Regions from separate parts of the Danio rerio genome. Here region 2 is linked to region 1. Evidence: chromatin contacts called from public Micro-C data. All regions are on one chromosome and are shown on one strand. The core of a region is the stretch at or near the end of the contact, and the rest is flanking DNA. Distances in the headings are between cores, read along the strand shown.

Evidence for each region. A called contact is a pair of places that touch in the nucleus more often than the background predicts.
Region 2: a Micro-C map of caudal fin shows a contact between it and region 1, with 4 times the contacts expected there. The contact joins the promoter of LOC101883815 here to the promoter of vamp2 in region 1. A contact is called at or near these places in 2 of 18 Hi-C or Micro-C datasets (caudal fin and hematopoietic stem cells) and 2 of 4 datasets of contacts at active chromatin or transcription factors (caudal fin and gastrula embryo).

The regions. Positions count from the first base shown.
Region 1 is chr10:27,738,556-27,744,191 of GRCz12tu, reverse strand. It overlaps vamp2 (vesicle-associated membrane protein 2), which reads left to right and starts at 1,634. Exons shown (of 5, transcript NM_200005.1): 1 at 1,634-1,860; 2 at 5,139-5,241; 3 at 5,340-5,498. The coding sequence starts at 1,859. It overlaps trnal-aag (transfer RNA leucine (anticodon AAG)), which reads left to right and starts at 944; the gene lies at 944-1,025.
Region 2 is chr10:27,871,249-27,876,892 of GRCz12tu, reverse strand. It overlaps LOC101883815 (P2R1A-PPP2R2A-interacting phosphatase regulator 1), which reads left to right and starts at 1,623. Exons shown (of 9, transcript XM_009305276.4): 1 at 1,623-2,526; 2 at 4,424-4,508; 3 at 4,584-4,640; 4 at 5,188-5,234; 5 at 5,312-5,369; 6 at 5,457-5,524. The coding sequence starts at 2,444. It overlaps LOC103911744 (a long non-coding RNA gene), which reads right to left and starts at 2,417. Exons shown (of 3, transcript XR_662774.4): 1 at 701-2,417.

The sequences.
Region 1 (5,636 bases), core at 385-2,884:
AATGTAGGGTAAACTATAGATTTTAAAGTGAGTTTCTTTGTGTTGTCACATTAACATACTGGCGTTTCCTGCGGTCTCATTGGTTGGATTGGAAAGTACCTCTCTTTTCCTTATTTTTCGCAAATAGTTTCTAGTAACTCTTAAATCTGTGTGTACGCACAAAACTTTTATAATTTTCATTCAATATAAGTTACATAACTCTGAAGTTATCTGTAATTTAACTTTAAAAAGCACAGCACATGACTGTGGAGGAGGAGCTCTGGGTGTCCGCCATTAGTTGCACACAGACGGGAAACTGCACCCGACACAGCTGAATTGCCGACTAAAATGTTTTTATTATATATATATATATATATATATATATATATATATATATATACATACACACAATTTTTTAGAAAATGTTCAGTATATATATATATATACTGAACATTTTCAATCAAAGTTCTGTAAATTCTTAAAAAGTAAATATATATTATAAATCTTTTAATAAATAATTTTATCAACATTTTTTTGTAAAAACTGATATTTATATTGAGTATGTAATTTCGATAATACTTGATGTTTTACACTAACGTTATTTGTAAAATGTTACACCGAGCTTATATATTAGGTGACGTGTACAGATATATATATATATATATATTAGTGTTATAGTGTTATTACACGTTGCATTCATTTGTTTTATAAGTTTTTTCTTGTTGACAGAATGTTGAAAATTATGACAAATACCACATGGACTTAGCGCCATCTATTGGTTGAAGCTTGGAATTCGAACGCGATTAGATGTGCCTGTTTGATTTAATTTTATATTAAATTGTAATCGGTGTCAGTATGTTTCTCTGTTTAATTATATATATATAGTAATCGATTGACTCGTACATCAAAAGTTTTCGGGTGGCTTTGATCAATTTTAATCCATGATACAAACTCCTCTGTCAAGGGTAGCGTGGCCGAGCGGTCTAAGGCGCTGGATTAAGGCTCCAGTCTCTTCGGGGGCGTGGGTTCGAATCCCACCGCTGCCAATCTCTTTTCATTTTCAACTTGTTTTGTGCGGTTTCTAATGTCATACATACCACACTGAAGGTAGTAATAGAAGCTGAAATCAGTAGAATCGCTCTATTTGCGAACATTAATTGTAGAGGGTAATGTGAATAATCTAACCTATAACTTATAATGTATGACACAGGGTTCCGCATGTGCTTTAAAACATAACGTTATTATAGTAGTTTAATGTCGCGCCAGATATTTTAATAACCACATATCCATTGTTTCCATCTTCAATTTAAGGTACAAGTAAGCATACGCAGCCTAGCCCACTCATCCAGACCGCCATTTTGTTTGTCTCATCAGTTCTTTGAATTCTAAGTAAATTAACCACGATGCATGTTGTGTGAATACATCCCATGGAAATAAACCCACGTCCTCTTACATATACAGCTGAAAGCGTTCCTCCGGGATAGCCTAAACACGCTCTGTCCCGTCTAAAGAAACTGTCAACAAGCAAGCATCCTCCATCTCCTGTCTCTCACGGTCACCGCTTCCAACCTGCAGCTTCCCGGATGACGAGTGACGTCAACGAGCCATCTTTGTTCCCTTAATCCGAGCATCTATTTTTTATGTGTACATAGTGACAGAAGCTAGTAGCTGTAGAGCGCCCTAATATTAAGGGAATATAAACGAGAGGCGCGGCACACCGGCGGAAAAGATTAAAAACAAATCTTAAAAAACACAAGGACTACCGCTTCACTGGAATAACCTGGAGAGCGCATTATTTATCCCGGAGACGGGGAGAAACGCCTGAAGCAGAGCGTTCATCCACACGCTTCTTGTAGACGCACATAAAACCCGGTTCAAAATGTGAGTACGGTTTTTAATTTCTATATCTAGTTGTGAATGACATTTTAGCAAGACTTATTTGCTCGATTATCAACACAATAAATATTGTTTGGTGACAGAACATATAAATATATACACATATAAACATATATAGGCACAAAATACGCATATAACATATTATAAAATGTTTATATTTCATTTTACACTCGCAATATTGTACATCTTAGCGTTTTTCACTAGACGCGCTGAATTCTAGACGAGTTGTATAATCTATAAATAGGCTCCTAATGCCTTGTGTTTTTCTATTTCATGCCCCTACTGACATAAAATCTGTCTCTATATAGTTAATTGTTGTCTCGGAGGTAGTTTATTTGTAACACCGAGGTTTTTGCGGTTTATTATGGCGTTTGGAATAAGCGAGTGTTAGAATCACGCCTAGACACCGGATTGGACTGGTTTGGCTGGAAATGGTCGCGCGCTTTTAAAATGGAAATAATTTATGAATTGACATTATTATTTGCGCATTAATATACCTTCTTGCCAATAATGCCGTCTTGACGATCATTTCTAAGTCAATTATAAAACCCAAGGGAATTTATCACAAATAGCCCAAGGCCCGTTCTCACCTATCTTTATGTCAGCTACAGATGACATTAAGGTGAAAATAATGAAAATATAGGCTACCCAATGCAAGCTACTTCATAAAACATCACTATACACACGATAAACTAGGGGCGTGATATCCACGCGAGTCGTGGGGGTTGGTGAGAGGACGGCCGTAGGCTATGCTTGCTTTATTTCGGCAAAACATGCTTTACCCTATTTTCTAATTATATTCTTCTTTAAACCGTTCAACATGTTTCAATACAACCAGAGCCTGATACTCATTTATTTTAGACTAGAATGAAGCCCAAATGGCTGTCACAAAGGGCGCAGGTGTTCCTTGGAAGATGGCCGTGTATACTAGTATTTTCCAGGCACGCTCGTTTACTGATTTAAATAATCAAGGCTGTAAATGGCACACACTTTCAATAATATGTCCATGTCATTTTTCCTACTGTAATCTTTTATTTGGGTATTACTGGGCCTTTAGCATAGAATTTTGATTTCATGATATATGCTGTTTATATGTTATACTGTTTGTCTATGTAATGTTCAAATAGGTGCATATTGTTTAGTGAAGTCTGAACAGCTGGCCCAGCTATTTGACAGAATGTATGTTGATCGTGACGCAACAATGACAGAGACACACGCACACTCTTGATGAAGGCCTTGTGTGGGGGTGGGGATGTTGTCCCCATCATTCATATGACCCTGCCTTTACCAGTCGACTGTAATGAAGAGCCTAGAAACAGGATATTTATTAACCCCATATTAGTGTAAAACTAAATGTGCATTCTCACTTGAATAATAAAAAATTGTCAGTGAGCATCAGAAAAAAATGGCTTTGCATAATCATGCCGTTGAGGCACATTAGAAATGTCAGAAATTCACCAATCTCAGTGATGACATGTAACACATTTCGTTTTAAATGGGAAATTTAGCATATTTCACAGCCACACTGATCATAATGAAAGTACAAGAGATTTTGGCTACATCCACACTGACTACTGCTAATTTATCATCAAACTGCAGGCTGTTTGTAAAGATTGTGTTTGAGCTCATAGATAGACAGACAGACCTATTGACAGATACATTATATAAATGAATAAAAAATTGTGACCAAGTGAACCATTAAACTCATACACATCATACAGAGTACTGTTAAATCTTTTCTTGTCAGTAAAGGTTACAGGAGCCAAGAATTATGTCTAAATATAGATTACTGTAAAGGAGCGGAAGCAAAATGAGAAGCAGAAATATGGCTTTTAAACAAGAATAAATATGTGGTCAGTTTGACTCCTCACTGACTCACTCCTTTTATATGTGTAGAAAAAGAGAAAGTTATTTCATAAGAAAAAGTATTTTCTTGTCTGTAAGGAAAGCAAACGGATTAGATCCAGGGATCTTTCAGAGGTGACCTTTATACAGAGTTTTGTCTTCCTCTGGTGGCTGAGATTGGCATTAGCAAGAAGACTTTTCAGAAATCCCCATTTACTTACACTCATCATATGTAAGCTTGTTTTCTCGATGGAAAAACAAATCTTTTACGTTTCTGAATTTGTACAGGTCAGAATTGACAGATATTATTATTGCAAACTCATAATAGCAAGTCGATTTCTTGCTATTCTAATTTTCTGAACTTACTTTTATCACAGTTGTGACTTTCGGGCTTGTTGCAGTTTTCGATTGCTTCTATAACTATTAAATAAAGTACACTCTCAGAAATAAAGGTACGAAAGCTGTCGCTGGGTGGTTCCTTTTTAAAAGCTACACATTTGTACCCAAAGAGTCCCTATTAATACCTTGAGGGTACATATCAGTGCTTTAAAAGTACAAATGTGTAAAATGTTTAGGTTCAAATGTAAGCTTTTGAGGTACCATTGTGGACCCTTTACAAACAAATGTGTATCTTTTGAAAAGGTACCACCTTAGTGACAACTCTTGTAGCTTTATTTCTAAGAGTAAATGAATTCTAAAATGAACATTTAATAAAGAATTACAACTTATAAACTCATAACTGCCTAAAAAATCTAAATCAAACTGTAATGTTAACTTCTCCATGGGACCTTTTGGTGTTCTTAACCCTTTAATGTGCAAGCTATATGCAATCTTTCTTAATGCACAAAATGTGTCCAAAACAACCAATATTCATTCTGTTATTTCAATAATAGCTGAGCGCTTCTTTGCTGAATCTGAATCACAAATATATGTATTTATTTTATTTTTTGTTCACACAAATCACATATATTTTTTCTTTATGAATTTCTTACTTTATTATCAATTTTCCACATATAGGTAAAAAAAAACTCCAATAGAATTCTTTGATATTTGGTCATTTTGCATGTAATGTATAATTCAAAAGGTATGCAAGGAAAAATTAAGTATTGACAATGGAATAATGAGTAATGAAAATAATTTCTTGCAAAGATGGAGCATGAAAACTCAACTGGGTGACTTCAGACCTATTTTGTGCATCAAATAGTTAAAAGAACACTTTATATGGACAATCTTCATAGATGTAAAAGGTCCTTCACAGAGCCAATAAAAATCCTTTATTTTTATGAATGTACAGTACATTTAACAAAATGTATTTTTTGGGGGGGCATCATTAATAAAAATAAAAGTGATTTTCATGTAATTCTGCTGTTACAAATCCCACCAGTAGTAATGTTGAATGACTGTGTGTTGGTTTGCAGGTCTGCCCCAGCCGGAGCCCCTGCCCCAGAAGGAGGAAACCAAGCTCCTCCAAACCTCACCAGCAATCGTCGCTTACAGCAGACACAGGCTCAGGTGGATGAGGTGAGTGAACCCCATCTCTGTGTCTTCCTTCAATGTTAAGTGCATCTTCAAAACTGACGTGTGACAGTTTACCAATTGTCACCTTCACTGTTTCTCAGGTCGTGGATATTATGCGTGTAAACGTAGACAAGGTTCTGGAAAGGGACCAGAAGCTATCAGAACTGGATGATCGGGCTGATGCCCTGCAGGCTGGAGCCTCACAGTTCGAGACCAGCGCCGCCAAGCTCAAGAATAAATACTGGTGGAAGAATGCCAAGGTAAACAACACACTGAGTGCCTAGAGTAAGGCTGAAAATTTTATGACAACAAATCTAAATAAAGCAAACAGTGAAGCTCAAAATAGAGTGCCTGTTTGAATGATAGTTTCTGAGTTTTGAATTGAATGTTCCTCATTA
Region 2 (5,644 bases), core at 374-2,873, 130 kb before region 1:
AACAACCTTGTGAAATTAAAAATAGTCACAATAAGCTTTCACCGGAGGTTTATTGTTGACTTTAAAACTAGCTGTGCATAGAGCCCATTGATCATTCCAAAGCATTCATCAACTCATAAGAAAACCCTGATAGTTGTGTTTATGGATGATGTTCACGTTGACCGAATAAATGTCATAACTTTAATTTATTTTGTTTCAAATTGGTTCACTTTGTGATACAGTGATAGGAATGCATACACATGCAGTTATAGAGTATTGTTGTGATTAGCTTAAATATGTGACGTATATGCATATATATTTGTTGTATGAACGTTATGATGAGATTAACAAGAAATAACTTTGCTTTGTTAATTATGTTTACCTTAAATACAGTTTTGATAGTAGCACACACTTTCAGATTGTAAACAATGCTTTGGGAGTGTGCTCCTGTATGTTCGGACTATGTTATATGATATAATTATTATCTAATTCCCTTTGACGGAATTCACTAAATATAAAAATTATAAAATAAAACTTTATTTGTTAATTCATTAGGATGATGACTCTACATTCGTTAAAACCATTGTTAACATTAAATTGTGTATTATGACAAACACGAATAACCAATACACAACAAAACATTTATACTTTAACCCAAATTAATAATATATAAATATATAAGTTCACAAAAATGAATGAATTTTCTTGTTTTGTTACTCACCCTCATGTCATCCAAGACTTTTTCTTCAGTAGAACACTGTTGCAAATAAAGCTTGTTTTCTTGTGCAGACCAGTCATTTTACATTAGGTATTAAAGTTATTTTGCTTGAATGTTTTTTCAACTCTCGATGTGCCTGCAGTTCATGCCTTGCATGTTGTAGATGACCAAAGACCACAGTTTAAGCTAAATATATTCTTTAATGTTTTTCCGAAGAAAAAAAAAGGTCACCTACATCTTCTTGGGCTGAGAATAAGTAAATTAACAGCTTTTTGGTGTGAATTATGAACTAACTAACTAAGGCTAATGGATGAAACCATATTATAATCTTTTAAATTCATATTTTTAATATTATATTTGAGCATATAAATTAGATTAGTCAGTTCTAAAGCCAAACCTGGAGCTTATCTAACAAAATAACTAACGATAAATGTGCAAAAACTAGTACACCCAAATGTAAATGTTATAGGAAAATATTAAATTAGAGGAAAAATTAAGAGAAGCAAAAAATGTTTTTTAAATTTTGTTTAAATTTTGTAGGTTTTCTTTTTTGCAATATTTTGCAAGAATTTAATTGTATTATCTTTCCATTTATAAATATAAGCGTATATATAACTTATTAATATTAATAAGCTTAGTATAGCTTATACACATTTTCTAAACAGGAATTCTGTTTAGAAAAAATTGGTGTTTTTGGCTTAGTATGACTGTTTTGCAATCCTAATAAAATTAATTTTAAATATTAGATTTTTTTCTTTCACTATTTGTATTTATTTTCCTTTCACTTAAATTAACCCGAGAATGAAACTCTAGCTATCTTCCCATAAAACCACAATAGCTGGCAGAAGAGCATGCAGTAAACAGCCACATATTCACTTCTCTTGAGAACAGTGCTTTATCTCTTTGTGTACTTCTCCGGTCTGCCAGAGCGAGGCGCTGTTGGACAAGTAGATGCACATTCTCTGTTTGGTTGCGGGAAATATGTTTTATTTTCTAAATTAAGAAATGACCGGAAAACTTTTAATGTATCCCGTGTTTGAGACTGTACCAGGAGACACTATCAGATGAGGATGCATTTACCGACGAAGCCGGCGATCACCTACTTGATCGGGATTGTGTTATGCCATTTTTCCGACTGCTTTACAAACTAGCAGGTAAACTTGAAAAAAATAAGCCGTGGCAGAAAGCTTCACCTTTACCGCGACATTTGACCGAAAAGCCCTGACACTGTATTCTCTGACCACTTTGGTCGTTGTTAATTCGCTGTTTGGGATTTTTGGTGTTTTATTTGCTCCGTTTGGATAAGTTGGATTGGATTAACGTTAAAAAGCCAAAGGACCTTGTCGAGTAAGTGGCTGTTCATTGGAAACAGTGCTGAATATTCACCATTTGTGTTCTGAATACGAAAAAAACTCTCTAATGCACATATATAACGGTGTTTACTTGACGAAATCAACCTGAGGAGTTTATACTAAGTTTGTGCGCGAACCCATAAAGCGGCTGAAGCGCTGAATCTCACAGCTGTTCATTTAAACAACTGTATCAAGCCGACAGGATATTACCTAAAGATTTAGCAAAATGCGATAGACGCGAGAAAGCAGTCCTCTCGGTTAAATTGGATCGGGTATTTTGGCGTGAGGCCTGCTGGTCGGGCTTTTGCCAGGTGATATTTGGAGCTCAGGCCGCGTCAGGGCGCGTGGAGCCCGGCCGAGAGTGACGCGCAGTCTCGGTGTCAGAGGACGAGATATGGAGAGGATGGAGGTGGACCAGTGCGCAGGCGCAGGAGCCCTCCGAAGGTCGAACAGCGCCCCTATGATCACGAACGTCAGGTGAGAGAACTGCACTCATGCTTTGGAGCCGAATATTTAATATTGTGTGAAATAATTGTACACTGTAAAACCCAAAAAGTTAAAGTAACTCAAACTATTTGAGGAAACCAATAACAAAAAAAAAAACATTTAAGTTCAAAAACGAATCCTAATGAGTACTGTAAACTTAATCAATTTTAGTAAATGAAGCAATTTGAGCACAGTAAAACCCAGTAAATTAACTCAAACCAACTGTGTACTGTAAAACCTGGTGTTAAGGCAACTCAAACCGTTTCAGGAAACCGATTGCTAAAAAACATTTGGGTTAAAAACTAATCTATACAAGTACTATGAATGTATATGAGTACTGTGAACTTACTCCATTTAAGTTAAAGTAATGAGGTATTTAATGAGCTTTAATGAACTTTACTTTTAGTAAATTTTGAGTTAACTACACTCATTTGATAAAGTTGACTGTTGGGTTTTACAGAGTAATAATAAGTGGGACCTCATTTTCGCCGAATTGCAATTGTATAATTAAAAGTAGGCATGGCCCGGTATAAGTTTCTGATGGTATGATAACCTTATTTTATTTTTAAATGTCTGGGTAAAAAAAATTTTTCCCATGAAACAACATATTTTAGGAAACATTTCAAATATTTTAAATTAGTAAACATGTCAGACTAAATAACTAAAGTAAATAAAGGACAACGCATAAAAACAAAAACACAAAAAATAAATAACACATGATAAAAAGCTTACATATACCGTAGGAATGGTAGAACAGAAAGTTTTAGCGGCTCTAAAATCTTGACTTTTCCAAACCGCTGTAAACCTTGAATCCGGTTATTGTCCTATGTCTAATTCAAAGTGAGTTTAGAATAGTGAGAAGTAAAGGCCCACACGGAATCCGCGCGCGCAGAATTCCGCAGATTTTTTGCCCATCATTAATTCTGTTTATTTACTTGAGTAAATTTGTGTAAATCTATATTTATTCAGTTTTTAAATAATTTGACAAATGTGAAAATGTTCATCTGATTTATGTACTGTGCAGTTTGTACAGTAATATTTTTCTTTTAGTAGATATATTATTTGAGAGACTTGCTTTGTGTAACCAAATAAAGTGAATCTAGTTGGATTTGCATTTTAAACATTAAATAAAAGTGAAAAGTATATTATTTTTTATTTTACATATTAAGGTTTTAGTTTTGATACTCCCAAAATAATTCCACAGAAATCTGCAAATTTTTACCAAAATTCTCCGCAGAAAAAACAAAAAACTTTTTACAACAGATTCCTTCTGACCCTAGCTATGAGTAAACTCGATTGTTAAATCGTGATGTATGGAATACTGTTTCTGGGTCCAAGCCAGAACATATTCGTTTATGACCATTTTTTGTCGTATCAGGGTGAGACAATCATAGTGTGCACATCAGTCTCTGGGCTTGCTGCATCACAAATACCAAAATTTTAACAATTTATAAAAAAAATTCATTACTTTCAGCCTTTGGATATTAGGCATGGATTTATATATTTGCGATTGTAATTTTCGAAAGTATTACAGCGCTTTGAAAAATTTATTATTACGAATTGACCAAAAAAGTCAGAAATGCAAGATGCTAACCTAAAGATTTATGAGCCAAAGAAGGTGAAATGACAATACAATTCAAACTCCCTCTCTTAAAGGTTTATGAAAGAAAGTCAGCATTATGAGAAATAAATTCACAACTCTGAGGAAATATATTCATAGTCAGAGTTGTGAGCTCATGGGCTTTACATTATTCAATTTATTTTCTTTATTCCATGGCAAAAACAAACTTCTATGGTAAATTACACCACAAAATATTGTAGATAATAAATAATTTGATTCTCTCTTTCTCTCTCTCTTGTTTTTTTTTTTTTTTTTTTTTCAAAACAGTGATGGAACAACAGTATTCAGCTCCACTAGTTCAGCTCGGTATCGCCGGAGCAGCGTGTCCGTAAACCCCAGCTGTCCATCCCGGGTGAGTGTTCAAACAGTCTTTCATAGTCAGTTTCAGACATTTAGACCTCAATTACATATTATCTTTGTGTTGCAGACCCTCCCTCTGTCCCCATTCTCTCTGTCATGTGAGAGACCCGAACACAAGAGACAGGTGAGAAATAAAGGAGCGATAATTCTAAATAGAGAGATAACAGAATTAAAATAAATAACAATTAAACTGTCACCTTTTTCCTCTCTCTCAAGAGTTTATATTTCACAATTCTGGCGAGAAAAAAGCCAGAATTCAGAGCAAAACCCTGAATGTACATAAACTCCTTTTTTATTTGCAAATATTGATCACATTTACAAGCTCTCACAGTTCTGACTTTATTTCTCACAATTTCCAAGTTTATTTTGTAATTATGAGGAAAAAGTGGAAATTGCAAGATTTAAATTCTGAATTAAAAAAAAGTTGTAAAAAGTCAGAACTGTAGTATAATAATACTTTTTTTTTTAATTTATTTATGTTTTGTGGGTAGAAACATACTTCTACCTGGAGCACTTGTTAAAAATAAAAATGAATAAAACTTCTTTCAGTCAATATTAGTGATGATATTGTCTACAAATTAATTTGACACATTGAATCATAAACATTTGAATCTAAATATAAAAAAAAAAAGGCAAAATATAAAGTCAGGCAAGCAATGCTTTTCTTCCAGATTGAGAATATGGAGCTGACTTTAAGAGGGAGTTTGCAGAGATTAAGGTATGCACACGTACAAGTTTTGTTATCAAGATACATATTTTCAATCGTTTATTAACAGTGTTTTCCCTTCTTCAAAGTGCCTCATCTGCTGTTCCTCTCCCTCCTGCGAGTCACTGGCATGATCATCTGTCTCCAGTCAGTATTTCACTCTTCTCGTTTTACCTCATCACTTTAATCCATTGTCATTGTGTTAATTCTCTCTCTCTGTTTGTCCCATTACAGGGATTTCATTCCCAAGACAGCGGCGTCACCCCTAATTCCTCACCCAGCCCGACTCGAAGATTTCGAGGGTAAGTTTATGGATTAAACTACATCAGTGGAAAGTATCCTTCAATTGCCAATACTGGCATCATGTTTAGTCAATTGAAAGTGTAATATGTATCTTTTCTGAACAAGAGTTGTTTTTCTTG